2 separate regions of the Sus scrofa genome follow, and region 2 is linked to region 1. Evidence: chromatin contacts called from public Hi-C data. All regions are on one chromosome and are shown on one strand. The core of a region is the stretch at or near the end of the contact, and the rest is flanking DNA. Distances in the headings are between cores, read along the strand shown.

Evidence for each region. Hi-C and Micro-C count contacts between places; a contact is called where the count stands out from the background.
Region 2: a Hi-C map of liver shows a contact between it and region 1, with 2.4 times the contacts expected there. The contact joins two enhancer-like sites. A contact is called at or near these places in 4 of 47 Hi-C or Micro-C datasets (liver and skeletal muscle) and 1 of 2 datasets of contacts at active chromatin or transcription factors (alveolar macrophages).

The regions. Positions count from the first base shown.
Region 1 is chr16:46,229,556-46,235,663 of Sscrofa11.1, reverse strand. No RefSeq gene overlaps it. Among named protein-coding and RNA genes, the nearest start is that of PIK3R1, 200 kb to the left of the region's middle. Within about 2 kb of position 2,398, at least 13 of the 83 cell types and tissues checked have an H3K27ac peak or open chromatin away from gene starts, as enhancers often do. A contact at or near this core is called in liver, where this site is marked.
Region 2 is chr16:46,343,673-46,350,138 of Sscrofa11.1, reverse strand. No RefSeq gene overlaps it. Among named protein-coding and RNA genes, the nearest start is that of PIK3R1, 88 kb to the left of the region's middle. Within about 2 kb of position 2,923, at least 4 of the 83 cell types and tissues checked have an H3K27ac peak or open chromatin away from gene starts, as enhancers often do. A contact at or near this core is called in liver, where this site is marked.

The sequences.
Region 1 (6,108 bases), core at 1,149-3,648:
ATTTTGAAAGCCAAGTTTAAATTGAACTTTTCATTTCCCACCGTTTTCTATGTCCTCTTTGTCCCTGTTTTAAAGGGATTCAGCTTAAGCTTTTTCTGGTACTAATCAACCTCAGATAATGAGAACCTCTCATATATACTCACATGTTACATTTAAATAGAACCTTACTGTTTGCAAATACTTTCACAGATCTTGTCTTAAATTTTCACAAGAACCCCACTGTTAATTTATTGTTTTCTCCCCCACTACATAAAGTAATATTTTAAGATAGAGTAAGCTGCTAGTTTTCTTAACCTTTTAACATTTTAATAACCACAAAAATCTCATGTTTCCTGGAAATTCTGATCTACCCTATCCCTTAAGCAGGGGGTGGTGCCAAGCTTTGAACTTTTGATGAAGAATCATCAATCCTCACAAAACAGGGTCAATTTCTAGTGGCACTCTGCAGCCAAGATTTGATTAAACTTTACTTTCTATAATTTTTGCTACAAAATTAATTTGTTTTCCAAGACATAAAGTTATACTACTGAATATATGGTTAAGACAATCTGGGGTCCCAGCCTTCTGGCATGTCTTACTAAGTCATGTAACTATCCCTCCCCATACTGGGTTGGAAATCACTTGAGCAGAATGACAAGGACATCGAATGGCCAGGCTGACCCTGAGATGTGGGCCTCTGACTATCTCAGTGCTTGCATTGCTACTGGAGTTCCCTTTAAGTTCTGTGACCTTAGGAGCCACTATGATGTGCACATAGTTAACCCATGGGTCCAGGAAGGCAGAAAGATGAGTACCTTCCACAGGAATTCGGGGGCCTGAAATATCACAGTGGCCTGAAGAAATGAGATAAACTCTACTTGGATGGGATGTCAAAAGATGGGCAGGATTCAGATGGAGCAGGTGTTCCCAGGCAGGAGAACAGATAAGACAGAAGAGGAAGGTTTAGGCCACAGCTGTAAAGGCTGATGACAGCCAGGCTAAGCAGGGGGACCTTCATCCAATAGGCTAGGGGAAGGTGGGAGGACGTTTTCAGCCTTTGAGCGGGACAGTGAAAGTAATCCAAGGTTTCTATAGAGTAGGGAAGGGTCCTGAAAGATGCAGGGTGAATACAGATCCAGGAGACGGTTGTTAAAATATATACAGATGGAGAATTGGAAAGGTAGAAGGGTCTTAGAGTCTTCTAATTGAACATCTTTCCAGTGGAGGAATCCTCTGCTCTCTTCAACAGGTGATCCAGACCAGAAAAATGGAAGGGCCAGGTAGGGGTGGTGGAGTGGAAACAGCAAGGATGCAGGAAGTGCCAATCCCACCACAAAGGAGAGGCAAGTGCCTCTGAAAGTTAGCAAGGGCCATCCTGTCCCCTCATCCTGCTGCCCTCCTGGTACCCTTCACTAGCTCTTTGGAATTCATCTCTAGCTTCCCCTACCACCACCTCCGGATGGGGAATGGAATCTATCCACTGAGTATGGATCTCCCTGGATTTTTGAAGTAGGTCTTATAAATCTAATTATGCTGTTCATTGACTGAGTGTGTCCTGGATCTGGAATATAATTTGACAAGTGGTGATCAGGCCATTCTTAGGGGCATATGGGGTCACTTGGGCCCTGGCTTTTCACAACTACTCACTGGGATTATGGGCAGGGGTTAAGACAGTCTGGTAGCTGATATTTCCAGAAATGCATAGGACAAACCACTGGTATCTGAAGCCCCCAGGATATTCTGTAGTTATTGCTAAGGGCTTACAGAGACCATTGCCTTTGCCCACTTCTCTCACCTGACTTTGCTCAATTTTTCTTATTCTTTTTGAATTAGATCCATATGGAAAAAAGGAAATCAGAAAAAAATAACACCTGTTTGGCCTTTATCAAGCCTCTGCCTCTTCCTTGCAAACATTGTCACTGCATCATGTCTAGGCTTCTGCAGATACACAGCTAAAGTTACATTTTCAATAATCCTTATTTAGGCATTTGATATATTGATCAGATCGTATTGTATGCCAGGGCCAGGGGACACCAGGTCAAAAGGTAAGTTACCTTTTCTGAAAGGACTAAAAAACCAATAGGAAGAATGGTATTCATAAAATACTGATATTAGAATATCATGGTGCCTATATATAACAAACTATATTTTTGATGTACCAAGTTCATATTTTTACAGAAAGCTCCCCTAGAGTTGAGGGGAATTTCGTTTCTCCTTTAACCTGTTTCAGTTACTTGCAACTTTCTTTGCAAAAATGCTTGGGCACTCTAAATTTGAGTCCAACAAATATTTTTTATGTCCTTGGTTCCCCCTCCAAGGTGATTTTTTTTTCTCCCACTTGTAGAAGTAGCAGTGATGGGCAGGAGCGGTGGGCCAGTGATGCTTCGATTACATCGCCCATTCCATTGCGGGAGTTATGCAACCAAGGGGAAAAATGCATTTTCCACTCTTGAAGCCCTTTGATCATTTTGCTCTTACATAACTCCCTAACAGCTGGAGCTGTAAACTTTAAAATTGGCAGGAACATAGTTCGTATTGCGAAAGAAAATTCAACCCACATTTGAAGAGAAACAGCTAGCAATTTTAAAAGTGATCCCAGTATTTGTGTTCTTCAACATTTAGTGAGTGCTGGTGATGTGGGGGCCCATTAAGCAAGTTCTTTGCCCAGAAGCAGTCTTGGCTAGGACTGCTATCAGCTGGGCCTGGCCCAGGAGAATGGACCACCTTCTTATCCTCCTTCTCATTGCTGAGTCCTAGTCTGTGGCAGCTCCTCTGCCCACAGAAGACCAGAGGAATGGTCTTGAATGTTGGGGGCTGCCAGGAGTGGATTCATATCTACCTATCCATGCCTCTTCCTGCAGCCTCAGGGCACTCACTGGCTTTGCAACAATATCACTTCTTTCAGCCACCTTTCAAAAGGATGCTTTGCTACCTTGTTCTCAGATATTCTTTCTTTCCTCCTGGTCACCCCACCTTGTTTCTACCTACTTCTTCCTCGTCCCTTCCTTTCCATCTCCTCCTTCCCCTCCCTTTCTTCCTTTTCCCTCTTCCTTAAGTTTTGAATATGAACTTCCTAGTCCCTAAAATGCAAATAAATCTCTACAAAACTACGTGCTTGTTGCTACAACTTTACGTCATGATGAAAAATAGTCAACTCAGTTCAAACCCACTCCTTTGGGATTAATAACATCAAACTGTATGGACACCTACATATACTTAAAACCAAATGCAGAGATTGGTTTCTAAAGAGGTTGTTAAACTTCTAACTTGCCAAAATAACATTAAAGAAAGGCAAAATTGGGTTTTCCATAGTGAAGCAAGCCACTGGAATCACTGACACCAGAAAGGCACTCAAATATCTAGAGTTCTGAGGTAGCCAGAAACCCGGGCATCCAAGTTCTCATTATCCTTTCTTCCCCATTAGTGATCTGTGAACGTGTGAAATTACACCATCAGCAGCAATTGTTGTCTTAAGAGACTCTTCATCTGTATCTACAGGAATGGCAAGTTGTACAGGAGGAGCATGACACTTGTCACCTTGATATACCTAGATATGGTTGCTTCCAGTTCAAAAGCCTGAGGTCCTCCAGGATGGCTGTTCTGAACAGAGAGATAGTCACACTCTCATTTCCATGATTTTCAGGGGTCAATGAGTACTACTTTTGGGAAATGCAACATGGTTCCCTGAAGCAGAAGCCCCCTTTGTCTTGACCTGGAGGCCTCTTCCACCTTGCCACTGGTCATTCTGAATTCTGCTGAAATAGAGGCACAGAAGAGGAAGGGCTAATTCAACAGGACTGAGGTCTTGTTTCTCTTTCTTTTTGCTGCACTATGATTCAACATGCTTCCCCTGTGTTTTTAAGGCGAACATGTCAGGGTTCTTATTACTGTGAAGAAGCTTTCAGTTTTTCTTGCTGCTTCTTTCAATGCCTGCCCATCTTTGGTCTTCCTTCTGTGGTCTTCATGCCTGCTGTAACCATCCTTCCTGCTTGCAGGATGGTGCTTTGAGGCCTGGATTATATCCACTGCAGATTGTGGGAGCTGCAGATTACAAGGAATGCCTAAGACAGGAAGGCCATCAGGGAGCACTGGGTCTTCTAAATACTGTGAATCACTCCCAAATCCTTCCAGGATCAGGCCAGGCTTCTGGAAGCATCTTGAAAGGATTTTCAGGAAGGAAGAGGTATGATCTCTCAGATATACAGCAAGAAGTTTTTTTTTTAAATCTTTAATTTTTGAAGAATTTTGATGTGGTAAAAGGATAAATATTAAAGGTTTTTAAATATATTTTTTAAAAAAGTTTAAATGACTTGTATATTGCTTGTCCTGGTGACCATGAGCTGTTCATTCCTTTAATGGTTGAATAATGAACTACTTTTGGCTACTTTTTTCTTTCCACAGAAATCTTGCCATGCCAAGAACAGGTATATCAATCAGGCATACCTTAGGGTGGAAAAATAGCTCATAAATCAAGAAATAAACTATCATGAGGTTTCAACTGGAAGGAACTCAATTCCTGTGGTAATGATGCCAATGATGGTGACACAGATGATGGTACTTATCACGCTGTGGCATGTGGTATGGAACTGGGAGCTAATGACTGACATCACTGGCCAACAGCTTGCAGGCAAACTCAGGGCTTTTCCTCGCCACTATCCCTCATGATTCCCCTATACAATCTAGCTATGACCCTGTCAGAAATGAGCTGCCATGTCAGCATGTTTGCTGGCATTGTTAGAAGTTCATTTGTGACCATGCAACTTTTTCTCAATGTAAGCATTTGTGGGTAAAGGAATAGAGAGCTTATGTGTTTGCAGCAGAAAGGGTGTGTGTCTCCTACTTCTCATCTGGTGGAAACTTGCTGCTTTTAGGAATCTTGGCCAAAATCTTTTTTTTTTTTTTAATTTTTCTGTCCTCACTTGAAAGAATCCAAGAAAGAACTTGATGTGAAGTGAGATTTTTGATGTTTTCCATGCATTTTCTTTATTTCCTTTCAAACAATCTCCTTTCCAATGATGACCATGATGATAATGGCTGACATCCATTCAGTTCTTGTGGCTACGTGGTATACTGAATCCTCATAAGCCTTATGCTATTGATGTTGGCACCCTCATTTTATGGACAAGTAAACTGAGTCACTGGCACGTTTAATAATGTGCCTGTGATCATACAGATAATAAATGGTATATACAGATTTAGACCAAAGCATTCTGACTTTAAAACAAGCTCCTATCTTGATGTCATGCCGCCTCCCTTGCTGGAGCTAGGAATAACTGTTATTGAGTCAACAAAGACATACGGAGCTCTTATTATGGGCCAGGTTCTGAATTAGGCACTGAGAATATTGAAACACTAGAGCAAATATGGCCCTGGTCATCATGGAATTTAGAATCTATCATAACAGATCAAAATTAAGCCAAAAATTAAATAATTATATAAAGAAAAATTATTGTACATGATGAGAGCATATAACAGGCTACTCATTAGCTCAAGGAATAAGTGACGTTTAATGTGAGATCTGAAATACTATGGGCTGGTGAGATGAAGTGGGGAGGTGAGAGAGGGATCAGAAGGAACATTTGTCAAAGAGAAACACTGAAGATTTCCACTGTCCTGATGAATATACAGTGATCACACATGATGCACGATTTCTTTTATTAGTACTTCCTTTAAAATATAGAATAACATTTGATTTTGATTATATATACACATGGTCATAACTAGATCCTATTCTAACTGGAGAACCACTTGCTTAGGCACTAGATGGAGAATGGGATGGCTTATGATGATAGGATCTCATAAAACAAGGAACACCTTTGGAATGACTTGGAACAGAAACTCCAGGGAAGCCAGAAGTAATGGTGCCCAATAAAAGAGAGATAATGATGAACTGCAAATGCAAAAGAGGTTCTCACACTAAAAAGGTAACCGTTTTTTTTTTTTAATTCCTTTTTTCTCCCGGATCAAAGCTACGAAGTATAATTATTGTATTTCCAAATAATCCATAAGAATCAAATATTAAGTTAATTATAAAGTCAATTAATTAAATATTGTGCAATATAGAGATTAATGTAATGGATAGGAACTCAGGACATAGACTCAAACGTACACAGGAATACAGTATATCCT
Region 2 (6,466 bases), core at 1,674-4,173, 110 kb before region 1:
TACTATTTTAAGTTACTTTTTTATTAATTTCATACTTACAGCCCCAACCATATTAATACTGTCATTGATTTTTTTTCTTACTTCTCTCATTATTTCCCAGGTAGCCTGACCACCCAGGCTATTTAAAATGGCCCATAAATAACAAAAGGAAGCAAACCTAAGTGGAGAAATGTGCAAAGAATATGAGCAGGCAATTCACAGAAATAACACAGATGACCCACCTACTTCTCAAAAGAACCTCAATCTAGTAATGGTTAGGGAAATGCAAATTAAAATTATGAGATAATTTCCTCCCACCAGGTTGGTTAATAAATAAAGAAGAAGAATAATTAGTTTTGACCAGGAGTTGGGAATAGAGTAGGAAGGCAAACAATACTTAAAATGTGTATACCTTTTTGACTCAAAAATTCTGCTAGGTGGCTAACCGTAAGAAATTCTTGCACACTCACACAGACAGGCATTCATAAAGAGGTTTCACTGAAATGCTTGCTGTGGTAACAAAAAAGGGGGCGGGATAACCTAAAGGTACATCTGTTAGAAATAATTAAGCCAATTATAGCACTTCTATCCTAGATTATTAAAGGACAGAGGGAAAGAATGCAATGTGTTTATAAGTTCTAACTTGTAAAATCTCTACACCTTGAGAAAAGGTTATTGTTTCAAGTGAAAAAAAGTAAAACTTAATTGTATCATACTTACAGAAATTGTACAGAGACACATCTGAAAGGGTATGCACCCAACAATTAGGAATGTAGAATTGGGGGGGCGGGCAATAGAGGGAAACATGGCACTTTTTACTCTAAGTTCCCTGTGTGAAGTTGTGTAACAAAGATCAGTGGCCATATTAATTAGTTAACTTAAAACTATAATTTTAATTATTAAAAAAACATGGCTGAAACATTACCTCATGCTTGGACCATAAAACTTGATTTTATACAGGTTTGCATAATCAAAGTGGCGTTTATAAACTACCTCTATCAGAGCCTTCTGAGGTGCCTCGGGTGGGGGGAGCCAAAGAGAACCTCCAGGCCCCACACCCAGTGGATTTCATTCTGTATCTATGGGATGGTCCCAGGAATTTGCACTTTAGCAAATGCATAATCAGAGCTGAAGAACTACTAGAGCCAGGAATTAATCTTATTTGGGTTTCTTTGCCTTTTGACTGGTTTTAAATTCCCAGTTCTTTATAAGGAGCATAGAAAATAAAACAGATTAACATAGGGTAGGAACAGGAGACTGTAATTTAGTAGCTAAATTTTCAAAAATGCTGCCCAACCACCTGTGTTTGTGGATGCAGGTGCTGACCTGTGTCTACCTGAAGTGGTTACTTGTATGCAAATTCACACCTGCCAGATCCTCAGCAACTCAGAGGAGGCTAAAGAATGTGTATTCTCTTCTGCTTCCTATTTCTGGGGTTTGGGCTTCTACTCCTAACAATGGTTGTACTTTTTCTTGGTATTCTCCAAGTAGATTTCTCTCTGCTAGCCAATACAGATTCAAGAAAAAGAAATAATAATAATAATAATAATAATAATAACCCCAGCCACCTGTGCTTCAGGTAGTATAACATTTAAACAACATTATAGTTTGTTATTGCCTGTGTCTTTCAAGACTGAGCCACTCAAGGACCAAGCTTATTAGCTCCGTATCTCCAGCATCATTCCTGCTGATCCATGTTAAGTACTATACTGTTCATATTTCTTTCTACCATGAGGTATTTTCTTTTTCATAATCCAATCTAGAAATTACAGTCTGTGAAATGAAGATTTTGCCTCCATTTTTATCTGCTTTTCACTACTGAAAGCTTTTATTTGGTCTTCTTGACTTGGATAAATGCAATGAAGGTGATTTACTAACATCATTCTTTATAAATGTGGCCACCAAATCTTTCAAATTATATTGATTTTTTTGTTTTTAGGGCCGCACCCGTGGCCGATGGAAGTTCCCAAGCTAGGGGTCCAAACTGGAGCTGCAGTTGCCGGCCTACACCACAGCCACAGCAACACTAGATCCAAGCCACATCTTTGACTTACATCACAGCTCATGGCAACATTGGATCCTTGACCCACTCACTGAGCAAGGTCAGGGATTGAACCTGCATCCTCATGGATACTAGTCGGGTTTGTTACCCCTCCCTAAGCCACAGCGGGAACTCCCAGATCATATTGATTTCTATTCTTTCAAGATGTTTCACTTCTAATTCATTTCACATCATTTATGTACCTATATCATAACACCACATTTTATTAAAACTATTTGTTAAATACTTGTTCAGGTATTTGTTTTCCCTCACTGAGCTCTCAGTTCCTTTAGGCCCAGGCATGGACCCAGGGTCTGGTACATTGCAAGTGTTCATTAGAATTTCACAGGGTTCATGTTTCAAATAATTTTAATTTCTACACTTGTTTCTGATAGGGCAACACCTTTTCATTAAAAAAAAAAAAAAAAAAAAGACAAGACCATAATTTAAAGTAAGAGATGGTTTTTGGGAAAAAACTCAGTTGAATTTTTATGTAAAGATAAGATCTCAAAGAGACCCTGAAAGTCAGTGGAAGAGCTCCAGCAGAACCCATATTTGAGAAATAAATTCAAGTAACAACATTTTCACTCCAGATGATCATGTGTTCCTGTATTTATAAGACAAATAAGTTGCACTAAATAAATTTTAGTTTGCCTCACAAGCCTGAAATTTTTATTTTAATAACTAAAATTTGGGTTCTTTGTAATAACTTAAAAGTAACTCGTGCTCTCCTTCTTTTCTGTTGTTCTTAACTTTCAAAAGTCTTCTGCCCTTTTCTCTGGCCCTTTAACATTTGAAGACTGAGGGAAGAGAGAGAAAATCAATTGTCCAAATATTGACCCACTTCACAAGGTTGGTGCCACCTGACTTTTCAGCTGCCTGAAAGCTGATAATCCACCTTTCCCCGCCGGCGATTACCGCATTGTCCCGAGCTGAAGGCTAGTGATTACGTCTGATGCAACGCTTGATTTCATGAAAAAATTAGTTCAGAGTCACCTTTTAAGGTGACTTTTCCAGCTAGGATTGCTGACTCAAATTTCAGGTTTTCTTTCTCCGTTTTGTGGTACCAAGCGTGCCAAGCATAATACAACATATTGCTATCTTTATGTATTAGTCTCTAAGAGAATCAATTATCATTAGCTACTACCAAGCTCTTGATAGTTTATGCGCCCTCTCAAGCTTTTGCTCTCATTTGCCATCCAGGATGTCACCTGCTTTTCATGCCAGGCAATAATCATTTGTTTGAAATTCTACTTTTAATGCTGTAAAGAGGACAGCTTCTCTTTCTGAAATGCCATTAGGACCTTAGCATATCAGAAAAACCATATTTCAGTACTTTATTAGTTGTAACTTCACTTCTGCTTTCACTTAAGAAAAGGGATGTGTGTCTATATACATAAATATAAATATATAATTTTTGGTTGCATGAAGATAAGATTTAATTTGCAATCTTCAAAGATATTAAAATACAATTCAGGTTATCTTTAAAAAAAGAGAAACCCCACTAGGGTCATGGCAAACTCTAGTTGCTAGAACTTATTCTAGCTTCTCTATTGCTCCCTTCGATGTATATCACATACATTGAGACGTTCTGCTGAAATTCAGGCAGATTTCTTTTTGGATTCACAACAAACCTCCCCACATTGTGAATTTCAGAGGGTAAGACACATCTAGGCTCACCCAACCATGTTCCAGAGAGAAGAGGGACTCTGTGCAAAGTGCTGTCATTTCTTTGAGAGCACTTGCATGTGGGCCATCACGTGTACAAAGTGAAGCCACCCATCCTGCTGGATGTACCTGGGACTTAAAAGACTGAGCCCAGCCCAGTCAGACACAAGAGTCAGACACAATCAGACTCTGGGAGTTATCCATGGCTATATGTCCAATGAACCTCCTAGGTGATTCCAACCCAACTGAAATAGGGGCGCACTAACTCAGGAAGGAGTCCCCCGACATCACTGTGCTTAAAGGTCACAGACAGAGCTCATTAAAATGCGGATCCTGGGAATTCTCATTGTGGCTCAGGGGTTAGCGAACCCGACTGGTATCCATGAGGATGCATGTTCGATCCTTGGCCTTGATCAGTGGGTTAAGGATCTGGCGTTTCTGTGAGCTGTGGTGTAGGCCGGAGGCTACAGCTCTGTCTCGACCCCTAGTCTGGGAACAGCCATATGCCACGAGTGTAGCCCTTAAAAAAAAAAAAAAAAAAAAATGCAGACCCTGGAGCTCCAACCCCACAGATTCAGATTCAGTAGGGCTGGCTTGGGTCCCAGGAATTTGCATTTTCAACGAGCATGTCAGGTGAAAATGCTGCTGGTGGACCAAGGAAACATGCTTTGAGATACACTGGTGAAGCAGGTAACTGAAATCTCACACCAATAGTGAATTACTAAGTGGCCATCTGATGAATGCCAGTTATTAGAAGAGATTATTTCAGTAACCAAGTGCAATATTCAAAATTACTGGGAGAATCATGCAGAAAGGTAACTTTCTGATAGTAGAATATTAATTTTAACTTTTATTACTGAGGATAGAGCAAAAAGGATCAAGAAGTATAAAAAAGGTGCAAATAGCTATCTAACAATTGTTACCTCTGTGTATACAAAATCCAAGGAAAACGTGAGAAGTTTTTTAAATTTTTATCCCTCCTTTTCCACCCCAATCAATGCATGATTGCTGTTTCACTAGAGAAGTCACATAAGCAAAGATAAAACAATTTATCATCTTCCCAATAGTTCTTCTATTTCTCGTTCCATGTAACTACCGTTAAGGTTATCTGGCCCAGACCTTCTAAAATGTAATAAGACCAAGTCAATTTCCTTCAAGGATACATAGATGCTCTCAGGATTGAGTCTAGACTCCTAAGTACAACTGGGAAAGGGTGCAGAGCCTGGTGCCTTGACATCGCTCTACCTCCCATCTCTTGGTCCTTATTTAGTTCTAAGTCAGGTTGCCAAAAACTGATTCACTGGAAACACACTGAATCAGGAAACCAATTATCCCAAAGATACACATTTGGGGGGAATTTTAGTATATATTTTTTTTAACCATAAAGTTTGTGGCGGTTTATATTAGGTGAGATTTTTAAACAGCTTCTGATGATTTCTGCCACATTTTAGTTGACTGGTTTTCATTTCATTGTTTTCATTGACTTCCGTTTCTTAGAATGCTTCTATTTAACATTTATGATCAATCAATCCATATATTGTGTGGACAGAAGCAACTTTTTATTGGGGGTGGTGAGGGGGGTTTGGGAAGGTAGCCATGAAAAGATCTAGTGAAAGAGCATTCCAAACTCTTTGCCAACAGTATTTAATTTTTTTTAAAGTAATGCTTATACCATTTTATAAGTTTTACAGCAAATCATGTAGCTGCCAGAGCAGCCAAGGAATTGAGTAGCTGGTATTTTTAGCATTCCAGCCTCATTAGGGAACTTCCCCACTGAAGGGGGATTCAGATGTGGGTTGACAAAAAAGAATAATAAATGTCATTGGTAGTACATGAGAGGATATTGGGGAAAAACAGTTACAACAATTTAAAACTACATACAAACACAGCTTTCCATTAGTTTCCAGTTAGTTTAAATTCACCAAAGTTATTTAACTTCATTTCCAAGAATCGGCCAAAGATTCTCTACTTAGGATCTATGGGTTTATAATTTGGGGACTGAGCATTTCTTGCGAATTTCAAACTGCCTCAACTCAAACTAAATGGTGAGAAACATCTTTAAAAGCTGTTGCAACCATTTACGGAAATGGTTTGCTATAATATTTTTAAGTTTTTGATGAACTAAACAACTGGTGAATTGGTTATTCTGGAAATTGGTGATACTGAGAAGTGAGGATTTATTGTTAAATTCTACAAATTCTTCTTCTTCTCTGTGCTACAGTCACACTGATCTTTTTTGGTAAAACACCATCTCTGGCCTCCTTCCTGACCTCCGCACATGAATTTCTCTTCACTGATGCCTGCTGACCAGGAGCCACATCCACCAACCCCCACCCAGTCGTCAGGGCTCCAGCAACGCCTCACAACCCCCCTCCTCCAGGCCAAGTGTGTTCTCTTTTCCTCCTTATGGAGTTGCTAAGGGCAAACACAGAAATCCCAAACGTCTGAACTTAAACAAACAAACAAACAAACAAACCCTATTTCATTTAACTAAAAAGGCATCCGGTAAATAGGAATAGCATACATGTCCAGCAGCAGAGGATCCCAGATTCTGGTGGTCTCAAACAGGCGATCCAAGTCTCCCAGAACCCTTGTCTGCCGGGACTGCAGTCTGCGGTGGGCAGCCTGCCTCCCCGCGCTGGGCCAAAAAGGCCTGCAGAGGCTGGGGCTCTGAAGCCGCAGCTGCCACACCTGAAGCTTTGTTCTCTATCCCCGCAGAGCTTCCTGCGTGTTTCATTGGCAGATTGTCTTAGTTTCCACCCACGTGATACAAATCTT